Regions from separate parts of the Sus scrofa genome. Here region 2 is linked to region 1. The links are chromatin contacts, called in public HiChIP or PLAC-seq maps. All regions are on one chromosome and are shown on one strand. The core of a region is the stretch at or near the end of the contact, and the rest is flanking DNA. Distances in the headings are between cores, read along the strand shown. Region 1 has its middle 92 kb from the start of SNTB1. Region 2 overlaps SNTB1 (beta-1-syntrophin).

What was found. HiChIP or PLAC-seq counts read pairs in DNA pulled down with a chosen protein or histone mark.
Region 2: an H3K27ac HiChIP or PLAC-seq map of skeletal muscle shows a contact between it and region 1. The contact joins two enhancer-like sites. A contact is called at or near these places in 1 of 47 Hi-C or Micro-C datasets (liver) and 1 of 2 datasets of contacts at active chromatin or transcription factors (skeletal muscle).

Annotation. Positions count from the first base shown.
Region 1 is chr4:18,194,187-18,199,636 of Sscrofa11.1, reverse strand. No RefSeq gene overlaps it. Among named protein-coding and RNA genes, the nearest start is that of SNTB1, 92 kb to the left of the region's middle. Within about 2 kb of position 2,351, at least 13 of the 83 cell types and tissues checked have an H3K27ac peak or open chromatin away from gene starts, as enhancers often do. A contact at or near this core is called in skeletal muscle, where this site is marked.
Region 2 is chr4:18,430,798-18,436,247 of Sscrofa11.1, reverse strand. All of the region lies in intron 3 of SNTB1 (beta-1-syntrophin), which reads right to left. Among named protein-coding and RNA genes, the nearest start is that of SNTB1, 140 kb to the right of the region's middle. Within about 2 kb of position 2,822, at least 17 of the 83 cell types and tissues checked have an H3K27ac peak or open chromatin away from gene starts, as enhancers often do. A contact at or near this core is called in skeletal muscle, where this site is marked.

The sequences.
Region 1 (5,450 bases), core at 1,102-3,601:
CGTTCTGAGGTTCTTTGGCTGGGCCCCACGGGATGACACACTAGTGGCCTTAGAGGCATGGGACTGGGGAACCACGCAGAGAAAACTGTCAAGCGCGCATACAGCAAGAATGAGCCTCCGCCTCGGGTGGCCTTGCTTGTCTCTGTAATCGTAGCCCTTTTAAGGGATCATAGCAGAGACAGCAAATTCCACATTAATCCACTTTTTAAGAACAGAAGAGATGTTGTTCGGTATCAGCCAATGAGCTGTAGTGACTCAAAAATGGGTCACAGAAATTGCCTTTTGCCCAGGTTGAAGGCCAAAAAACATACTGGGCATTGTGTCCAAAATGGGATTAAACTAATCTAGGTCCAGATAGCTTACAACCTCTATTATATGGCTTAGTAAAGCACTGTGTTCGCTGGAAACAGAATCTAGATTTCCTCCTACTTATCCAAATCCTGAGGTAGTTGTTTCAGACACAACATGCTTGGGACAGCTATATATTTCCTCTTAAATGCTCTGTTGCTTGTTTCTAAGAACAAAATGAAGAAAGCCTCAATTAGACATTAATTAGTAATGTTTTTGGGGGGGAACCTGTGGTGTTCAGAATTTCATGGGCCAGGGATCAAACCTGCGCCACAGCAGTGACAACACCAGATCCTTAATAACTAGGCAAACAGGGAACTCCAAAAGATAGTAATTTTTAATCAGGAAGATAGTATATGTTCATGAATAAATTTTAGAATAGTAGCAAAAGGGAAAGAGGAGCACCCACTCTGTGCTGGCCCAGGACATTCATCCACTTGGCTTTTCCCATGGATGAAACAAAGCCATCCAGTTGTAGGAGCTGGGCTGGAGAATGTGAGAGGGAGGGTCTTTCTCTACCCCTAAGGACCCAGGGCATTAAAGAAGTCGTGAGCGAGAATGGCTCTGGCACAGTGTGCTATGGGGTCTGAAACACTGTCCAGCTTGGCCATGCAGGCTGGATTGCACGTACGCTTTGGGAAAGTGGTGAAAGCAGCCAGGTAGTCCAAATGTCACCATATGGACACTGACCCAAGAGGCGGGATGGGCAGATGAAGCTTCTATAACAGCCTATGCCCCAGGGGAAAGACCCCTCCTACATTCACAGTGGCTCTTACCGCGCAAGTGGCAGCTGACCACAGCAGCTGCATTGAGCCCGGACTCTTCTTGGGCTCATGGCTTTGGTGGCCAGGGGGGCATGCGGTAGCACAGCAGGATGCTTGGGTAGTGAATGAGCCAAGGGTGCCTGATGGCTTTTACTCTGAAATAGAGGCAGCTGCAGCTGCATTGAAAGTGTGCAGCCACCGTGGGACTAAATGGCTCTCCTCTCTGCAAAATCGCGGCTAAATATTTGACCTGGGGAAGGCCTGCAGGAGAGTGGTAGCCTGAAAGAGGCCAGAAGAAACTTCTGAAGATGACAAAGAGGGGGCTGGAGCTGGAGCTGGAGAGGTTTAATTTCATTCAAATATTCAAATAGCTAGGTTTGACATTATTTGGTATCCTACATGGGTGAAGAAGAAAGTGTACACCTATCACTGCCTCTCTCCTCAGAATATTCACTGAGGTACGTATTATTAGCTATGTTTTGTGGATCAAGAAACCGAGGTGGAAAAAGATTAAGTGACTTGCTCAAGGTCATGTGGTTGGCAAGTAGGTGGCTACCAATTTGGCCTGTAAGATGTGTTTTCACTGCAAATTGCAGCATCTCTTCTTCAGACCAAGCCTGAACGTGCTAAGTTAACATGTAAGTGCCCAATTTTACCAGAATGAATTATCCATCCCTTTGGGCCATCTGATAACCAGAAGAAGCACATAGCTTGGCAAGGAGACCCTATTGTTACTGCATTTTGTAACAGGCATTATTCGGGTAGAGCAGGATGACCTAAGATGTGGAATGAGATTGCTCCAATGTCTAGGAGCTGCTCCTCTATCCTTTTTTTTTTTTTTTTTTTTTTTAATTTGGCTACACTTGTGGCATGCAGAAGTTCCTGGGCCAGGGATTGAACCCGTGCCACAGCTGTACCCAAAGCCACAGCAATGACAGTGCCAGATCCTTAACAAGTGAGGCCCGAGGGAATTCCATATTCTTATCCTTTTTAGAACACTCAGGTCAAGTGCGGTTAGGCTAGCATAGCAGAATAAAAGTTCACTTGCCTTATAGGCAGCTATTGGCAGGAAGCCCAGCTAACTACGTTCAGAGGCTAACTCAAAAACTGTTTCAGGGGTTGCCAGCAGCAATGAAATGATACTAGGCATGGTTTCTGAACTTGAAATTATAACAGTCCTGTAGTCAGTGACCCTTTATGTGCCTCACCATGAACTCCCTTCTGAGAAAAGCTTACACAACTACTTACTTCAGTGTTTGCCGACTCGGATGCCTACAAGGGTCAGGCCTGTGAATAAATGAGTGAAGCTAGTTTGACAGCAGGGAGATTTCAGGACTGTGTTGAACTGACAGCTTCTGGGACTTTAAACAGGTCACTCAGTACTCAGTATTGGTTGACCGTTAGTGTTTTCTGACACTCCAATTTTTTAAGGGTGGCTGGAAATCTGGGTTTTTAATATGAAAACATTCTATTTAAAAATGTCGGTTGAACATTAAATTGAAAACAAAACTGCATGAGTCAAAACTGTGCAAATCAAAGCAAACCTATCTGTGGCTGGTTCCAGTCTCCATGTTGCAATCAGCACCCTGCACAAAGGTTTCCTGCTTCACTTGCAGCACCACTGTGCCGCCTCCTGCCCCCTGCTGACTGGAGAGGAAATGGCCCTGGGGCGATGGAGTTCTCTTTAGCTTCCCCCAGAAAGGACTGGTGGGAAGCCCAGTACTGGAAGGTCACTGTTTAGCTCAATCAGATTCTTGCTCTCCTGGAACTGGATCAGAAGAAAGAGAGAGTTAAGTCATAGTAACAGGAGGAGAAGAAGCATATCCGGAGACTCACCAAGAAACCATATTCACAGAGCATTCAAACTGGGTGCCTGCTGCTGAGAGGCCGATCACATGATGGAGTGGCTAGCGCTTTTGCTGTGTACAGTGGATGACTAGAGCTAATGCTGTTTTCTGAATGATCAACAGATTTTTCATACTGTCCTGTTGTATCTTTACAATACAACCGACTGTACAAGGTAAACCTGAGTATGTCTGGGAATCCTGTAATTTCAGAGATGCTGATCAATGCCACAGCCTGTGGCCTCATACATATATTCGTTTGTAGAAGAACAACCATTCTTCCTCACAACAATTGCCTCTGATGAACATGTGATCCTGCCCCTCTTGCTGATTGGATAAGCCAGAAATACCTCTGCCAAGTTGAACCAATCAGATTCTATACCATAGTCATGTTGGATCATTCAGGAAAAAGGCCTGAATAGATAATATAAGCTCAGGACTTGAGGCTCTTCTGATGAGATGGCCATTGCTAGTAAAATTCATTAAGACAATTTACAAAGTCCAGCCAGAAGTGACTTCTGCTTCCTTTTCTAGCCTCATCACTCATCTATCTCCCTAGAAACATCCCGGCCTTCTTTCAGGTTGATACAAGGCTGTGATTGTACTGCCTCAGGGCCTTTTCATGTGCTATTCTTTCTTCCCAATGACTAGTTAGCCCCTATGAGGACTTTCAAATCCTAGCCCAACGGTCACTTCTTCAGGGAGATCTATTCTTTTTTTAAAATTTTTAAAATAATAGTTGATTTACAACATTCTGTTAATTTCTGATATACAGCAAAGTAACCCAGTTATTTATATATATATACATATATATATATACTTATATTTATATACATTCTTTTTTTCACATTATCCTCCATCATATTCCGTCACAAATGATCAGATATATTTCCTTGAGGGAGATCTATTCTTAAACTTCAAATTAGACCAGAGCCCCGCATTCTCCCCTGGCCCTCATTACACACTTTTGTGGCACTATAGATTTTCTATTTCTTTATAACCTGAGTTCATTATGGTTTTCCTTCCTGTATCCTTTCCTTATCACAAAAGTAGTTAAGAGTATTACTCTGGGGTCATATTTTTTTGGCTCAAGTCCTGGTTCTACTATTGACTAGGTAGGTGACTTTGAACGTGTGACTTTGAACGTGTGACTTAACCTCTCAATCTTAGTTTGTTCACCTACAAAATGATAGTAATAGTAGCCAGAAGGCTTCCTATATTCTCCTTTGGGACAGCCATTGAGTTTGAGTGATATTTCCATCTTTTTGTCTGTCCTCATCTTAGTCTTGCAGAAGACTAATGCTTTTTGGAATGTCCATTTAAATGTTTTCATTCATAGGATTTCTTTCTGCTCTTAGGTAAGAAAAGAGGTTCTGAGCTCAATGTCTCAAGAAAATGATGGCACGTCAGAAGGAGAAACAAAGAGTCTTTCTTGATATTTGTATTTCAAAAGTCTGGGCCTTCCAAGAGAATCTAAAAAGATGTGCATGAACAGATTATCCCAGAGATTTGTGAAAATGCAAAGGAGGAAAGAGCTATAAAGAGCCCTACTGAGTTTCCTTGTACTGTCTGGCATAGGTACAAAGAATGACCATGAGTGATTGGGACATTAGCCAGGAAAAAGTCTGTGATCAAGAATGGAGATGATGGATTCCTAACGTGAATGAATCAATGACTGAAGACAGGGAGGGAGACCAAAGAGGGGAAACAGCTCAATCGATGCCTGTGAGGTTAAATAATAAATCAAATCAGATGCTCTCACCGCAGTGATACAGTAGCACTCCCTAAAGTTCCTTCAAATTAGAGTTAAGAGAGAGACTCCTCAATTCCTTAAGGTTAGCCCCCCCCCCCCCCGTAATATGGGAACTTGCAATAGGAATAAAGTTGAGAAATTAAAACAAACGAAGAAAACAGGAGCTTCCTTTGTGGCTCAGCGGGTTAAGAACCTGACTAGCATGTATGAGGATTCAGGTTTAATCCCTGCCCTCGCTTAGTAGGTTGAGGATCCAGCATTGCTGCAAGCTGCATAGTCACAAATGTGCCTTGGGTCTGGACTTGCTGTGGCTATAGTGTGGGTTGGCAGCTACAGCTCTGATTTGACTTCCTAGCTTGGGAACTTCCATATGCCATAGGTGTGGCCCTAAAAAGACAAAACAAACAAACAACAACAACAAAAAACCAAACTTATTTCTCACACATTTAAACACATTTAAACATTTAAACACATATTTTCTAAGGAGAGTATATGATGAGGTTGTCTTGGCACCATTTGATAGAAAGCTTATCTTTTTCATGCGGTTCACAATAGCTACTCCAGAGGTACCCAGACCACGTACAGTCCCTTGAGTTCATCCTTTCCTGGACAGTCTCATCAGCAATGACAAGGGTGATGGGTAACTACACCTTGTTAACATTAATGACAACTCTGGCAAGGAAGGCCACTTGGGACCACTTCCCTGGATGAGTGACTGGGTTTGTGGTAGGCACTTTAGAA
Region 2 (5,450 bases), core at 1,573-4,072, 240 kb before region 1:
TTTGGCTAAGGCCCAGGATTTCTTCAGGAGTGGTTTTGAGGATTTTGTTTTGTTTTGTTTTCAGGGCCTCACCCACAGCATATATAAGTTCCCAGGCTAGGAGCGGAGTTGGAGCTGCAGCTGCCAGTCACAGCCACAGCAATGCCAGATCTGAGCCACATCTGTGACCTACGCTGCAGCTTGCGGCAACACTGGATCCTTAACCCACTGAGTGAGGCCCCAGGGATTGAACTCATATCCCAATGGATACTAGTCAGGTTTGTTACCACTGAGCCATGACAGGAACTCCAGACGTAATTGTTAAGATGATCTTTTTTTCTCATCCTCACAGAGGGAACAGTTATAATCATGGATCTACTCATGACCACCTTGCTATGAGGAAGACAGGACTTCCAGCAAATGAAGCCAATATAGAGGAAAGCAGAGCTGAGAGATGAGAGACCTGGATCCAGCTGTACCTGACACCCAGCATAGCCTTGTATTTCCTTCCATGTTCCCCTTTTGCATAAGCCAGTTAGAATTGGGTTGTTGGAGTTCCCATCATGGCTCAGTGGTTAACGAATCTGACTAGGAACCATGAGGTTTCGGGTTCAATCCCTGGCCTCCTTCAGTGGGCTAAGGATCTGGCGTTGCCGGTCACAGACGTAGCTTGGATCCTGTGTTGCTGTGGCTCTGGCGTAGGCTGGCTGCTATAGCTCCGATTAGACCCCTAGCCTGGGAACCTCCATATGCCTTGGGAAAAGACAAACAAACAAACAAACAAACAAACAAACAAAACCTGGGTTGTTTTCAAATACAACTAAAAGTCCTGACTCATATACACTGATCACAAATAGGTCACAGTTTCTACGAGCTTCGAGTTTCTTCATTTTCTATAAAATAGGGATGATGATGATGTTGAAGAAAGTGCTAATGATGATTGTAATGAAGGTGATGATGATAATAACCTTTATGGGGTTACTAGCGAATCAAATGAGATAATAACTGTGAATGCGCTTTGAGACTTATAAATCCTGATGTTAGTCATTGTCCGTTAAGCTTCTGGCATATTTTAAGACTCTGTTGCTGGTTCGGTTACTGGGAGAAGGAACTTTATTAGTGGGTACAGGGCTTATATATTATCTTGACATACAGGTACATCTAAGCAAGTTAGCTTTCTCTTAGCTACACTATTAGTGAAAACACAGTCATTCCTATTAAAACAGAACATCCCCAGTACATTTCTCGGGTTACAAAATGGAGTTGGGAATATGCAGTGATTTCTTTACACATGCCCGTCAAACTACGCTGTGAGTATGTGTGAGTATTCCAGACACTCGCAGTGTTCAGCATGTGTTGGGTGCCCTAGAGGCAAGTAGAGCACATGTTTCCTGTCCTTTAAGAAGCTCAATATGTGTCAAATGTTGAATCATATCTCCTCCAATTCACATCTACCCAGAAACTCAAAATGTGACTCATTTGAAAACAGAATTTCTGCAGAATTCATCAAAGGAAGGATGATGATAATCTACCCCTGGATGAGGATGGGTCCTAAATCCAATGAGAGGGTCATCAGAACAGACAAACACAGAGGAGAAGGCATGGGGAGGACGCAGGCAGACTGCAGTGATGTCTCCCAGGCCAAGGATGGCCTGGAATGGTTTCTGCTTTACGGCCTCGGGACGGAATCAACTCTGCCATTTCCTTGATTTCACCCTTCTTGCCTCCACGGCTAAAAGAGAATACCTACCTATCTGCTGTTTTCAGCTTTCCAGCGTGTGCCCATTTTGTTACGTCCTTCCTAGAAAACTCACTCACCATGGAACTATCTTCCTGTGCACAGATGAATGAGGACCATGCTGGTGTTTAAAATATACGGATGCTGGAGTTTCCATCATGGCTCAGCAGTAATGAACCTGACTAGGATCCATGAGGATGCGGGTTCGATCCCTGGCCTCACTCTGTGGGTTAAGGATCCAGCATTGCCTTGAGCTGTGGGGTAGGTCGAAGATGTGGCTGGGATCCTGAGCTGCTATGGCTGTGGTGTAGGCCGTCAGATGTAGCTCTGATTTGACCCATGGTCTGGACTTCCTTATGCCATGGGTGTGGCCCTAAAAAGCAAAGTAAACAAACAAACAAACAGATACTTAAAGGAACCTGTAAGATGCAGATGACTCAGAAGTATGGCAGTCGTGCTTCCATTTCAACACACATTGCTACTAAAGAATGTTCTCCTCGGCAAAATAATCTAACTTCTATTCACATTTAATTCTATAGCCCAGAAAGAAAAAGGGAACCCTTCTGAAATGAGCGATATACATAAAATACCTGGAAGCATGCTGGCCCACAGTAGGTCTACACTCAATAACTCAAAGTGGTTTCTGCTTCCTGCTTGGTGGAAAAAAGAAAAAACATCTAGACAACTTCTTTGAGAGCTAATGAGTCCTGAATTTCTAGAACTGGGCAAGAGGAGGGAGGGAAGGAGGGAAGGAAGGAGAGAAGGAGCAATAAAGTCAGGCTAGCTGATTGGAGCTATTTTCAGCAGACCAGTCTTTTATAACTCCTGTTTTCCTCCCCCGTTGAACTGACCACTGCTTGATGAATTGTGTTTATCTGTAGTTCAGCGATAAAGTTCTCTTTTAATTCCCTGCTGAATAGAAATATTTAGGGCAATGCCACAGCTGTGTTTATTCTCACACTCCACCACAGTTATGTAAATACTGCCTATGGAACTATTTCTGATAAAGGCCCGTACCAACCCTGAGGAATTATACACTCTCTAGATGTCTGCCAAGATGAGCCGTTTCCACCCAGCTTGGCACAGCCTCTGAATGATATCACAGCTTCTCAGAGATCATTTGGCAAACCTCACAATAAAAGAGTAATTTTCTTCCCCTCTCACTCTCTCAAAAGCTCCCATGGAGCCAAATAATATTTCCCGGCATCCTCTACTTCCCCTGTTCAAAAACACGGGGTTGACACATAAAACCTGGAGCCTCTGAACACAATATTAATAAATAAAACAGAACTTGCAACCTGGCAACAAAGGTTTCAAGTGACCTTTCCTCTCCAATGTGAAGCTGGAGAAAACACAGATGAAGGTGGCCAGGAGGATGTGGCCGGTGGGCCTGTAGCAACTACTGGGAATCAAGGGGAACTCAAGCCACATGGCCAGTGGTCCACAAATCTGTGACTTTGGTACTTGATAAAACACTTCCTGGAGTTCCCTTGCGGCACAGTGGGTTAAGGATCTGGCATTGCCACTGCAGCACCCGGAGTCACTGCTATGCTGCGGGTTTGATCCCTGGCCCATGAACTTCCACATGCCATGCGCATGGCCAAAAAAAAAAAAAAAAAAAAAAAACCACCCCAAAACAACTTCCCAACAGACAAATACACAGCATACCTTTAACAGTGGCTAACTCTAGATAGAGGAATTTTGAGGAGTTTTATTTCCACTTTTCTAGAATTTCTAAATTTCTTTTTGCAATGGAATCAGAAAAAAAATACTAGAGAAAAAACTTAAGAATGCTTGCACACCTTTTGCAATAATGTTGTTAGTGAAATAATCATGAGGGGGAAAAATAGTCTTATGTGAAAAAGACAACGCTAAAGAAAAAATATTCTTTTTTAAAAATCCTCCACTTGGTTGTAACTAAAAGACTTTAAAGAGATAAAAATATGGATAGTAATAATATTTTTAATGAGATGAGTGTTTGTCTTGTGGGAATGGAAGCTCCACCACTAAATGAGTTTATTTCCCTCATTTTATCCTTATCACCAACCTGTGAGGTGAATGGTATTAATGTGTCTACCCATGTTGAGAGGATGATGTCTCACAGGGGGTGGCTTGTTCCATCTTTCAGTTAATAAGAGGCAAAGCCAGAACTGGAACCCAATTTCATCGAATTGCAAAACTTGTGTCTTTCTTTTTTTAATCCTTTTAAGGCCACAACCGTGGCATATGGAGGTTCCCAGGCTAGGGGTCGAATCGGAGCTACAGCTGCTGGCCTACACCACAGCCACAGCAACACAAGATCAGAGCGGCGTCTGTGACCTATACCATAGCTCTTGGCAATGCCGAATCCTTAACCCACTGAGCGAGGCCAGGGATCAAACCCACAGCCTCTTGGTTCCTAGTTGGATTCTTTTCCTCTGCGCCACAACGGGAACTCCTGCAAAGCCTGTGTCTCAATCATTATGTTCCATTTAGTAGGATGTCTTGAAAGTGTGGCCTGTTGCTTCAAAGAGTAGAGAAATTTTTCACGTTGGTTGTTGCTCCAATATCTTTTGAACACTCTTCCTGCGTATTTGGAAAGTTTTCCAAACTGAGTTGAGCTTCCCCATGGTGTAAGCCAGGACACACATTCTCAGCCTTCCTTGTTGCTAGGGCACAGAGCACTCACTCAAAATGGCAATTCTGAAGGCGGCCATGTGAGAAAGTAGCTGTGCACAGAATCCATCTTTTGGCAAATATGGTGGTGGAGGCATCTAGTGCTTAACTGCAGCTATGGGAGAGCTTAGCCAGTGCCAGGTTGTTACTGGTACCTGCTGAGACAGTTGTGTGGGCTGTGGGATGGTTCTCAAGAGGTGGCGACAGAGGCATTTTTCCTAGAACAGCCTTCACAATGTGGTTGGATATTGAGCCTGGCTAACTGAACTCTGGGAGACATGTGAGCACCCTAATATCCTTAGCGTTGATTCTATCACTTAAAGCTACGGTCCCCAGGAGTTCCCATTGTGGCTCAGTGGTAATGAACCTGACTAGTACCCATGAGGATGAGGTTCGATCCCTGGCTTCTCTCAGTGGGTTAAGGATCCGGCATTGCCGTGAGCTGTGGTGTAGGTCACAGGAACAGCTCGGATCCTTCATTGCTGTGGTTGTGGTGTATACTGGCAGCTGCAGCTCCGATTCGACCCCCAGCCTGGGAACTTCTATATCCTGTGGGTGAGGCTCTAAAAAGCAAAACAACAACAACAACCAAACAACCCCCCAAAACCCTACAGTCTCCAGCTAAGAAGGTATATTTGGGAATCTGGTTGCCATGATGCAAGCTAATGAGATCATCAAAGGAATGTGTCAAATGTGAGCAGTTAATGGAAAAGAAGCCAGAAAAAGGTGTTCTGTTGTTTTTCACCAAAACCCATTTCAAAAACAGGTCATGCATGATGTAGTATTCTGCTAAGCTCTGAGGAACCTGACAGTATCTCTCATGTTGGCTAGAGTTCAGCATCTCAGTAATACATAAATTTATAAAATATGTGAAGAATTTCAGCACTTCGGCCTCTCCTGGGGAGAGGGAATGTTATCGTTATCAAAGTTTCAGAAGAGGAGGCAGCTAATGTAAAACTAGAGAAAACATTTTGTATTTCTATTCTACACTTCACTGGTGCCTCACAAAATATTCTGTGGTTTGACCTTGCTCAACTGGATTTTTCTTCTTCTTTTTTTTTTTAAACCATCTAAATAT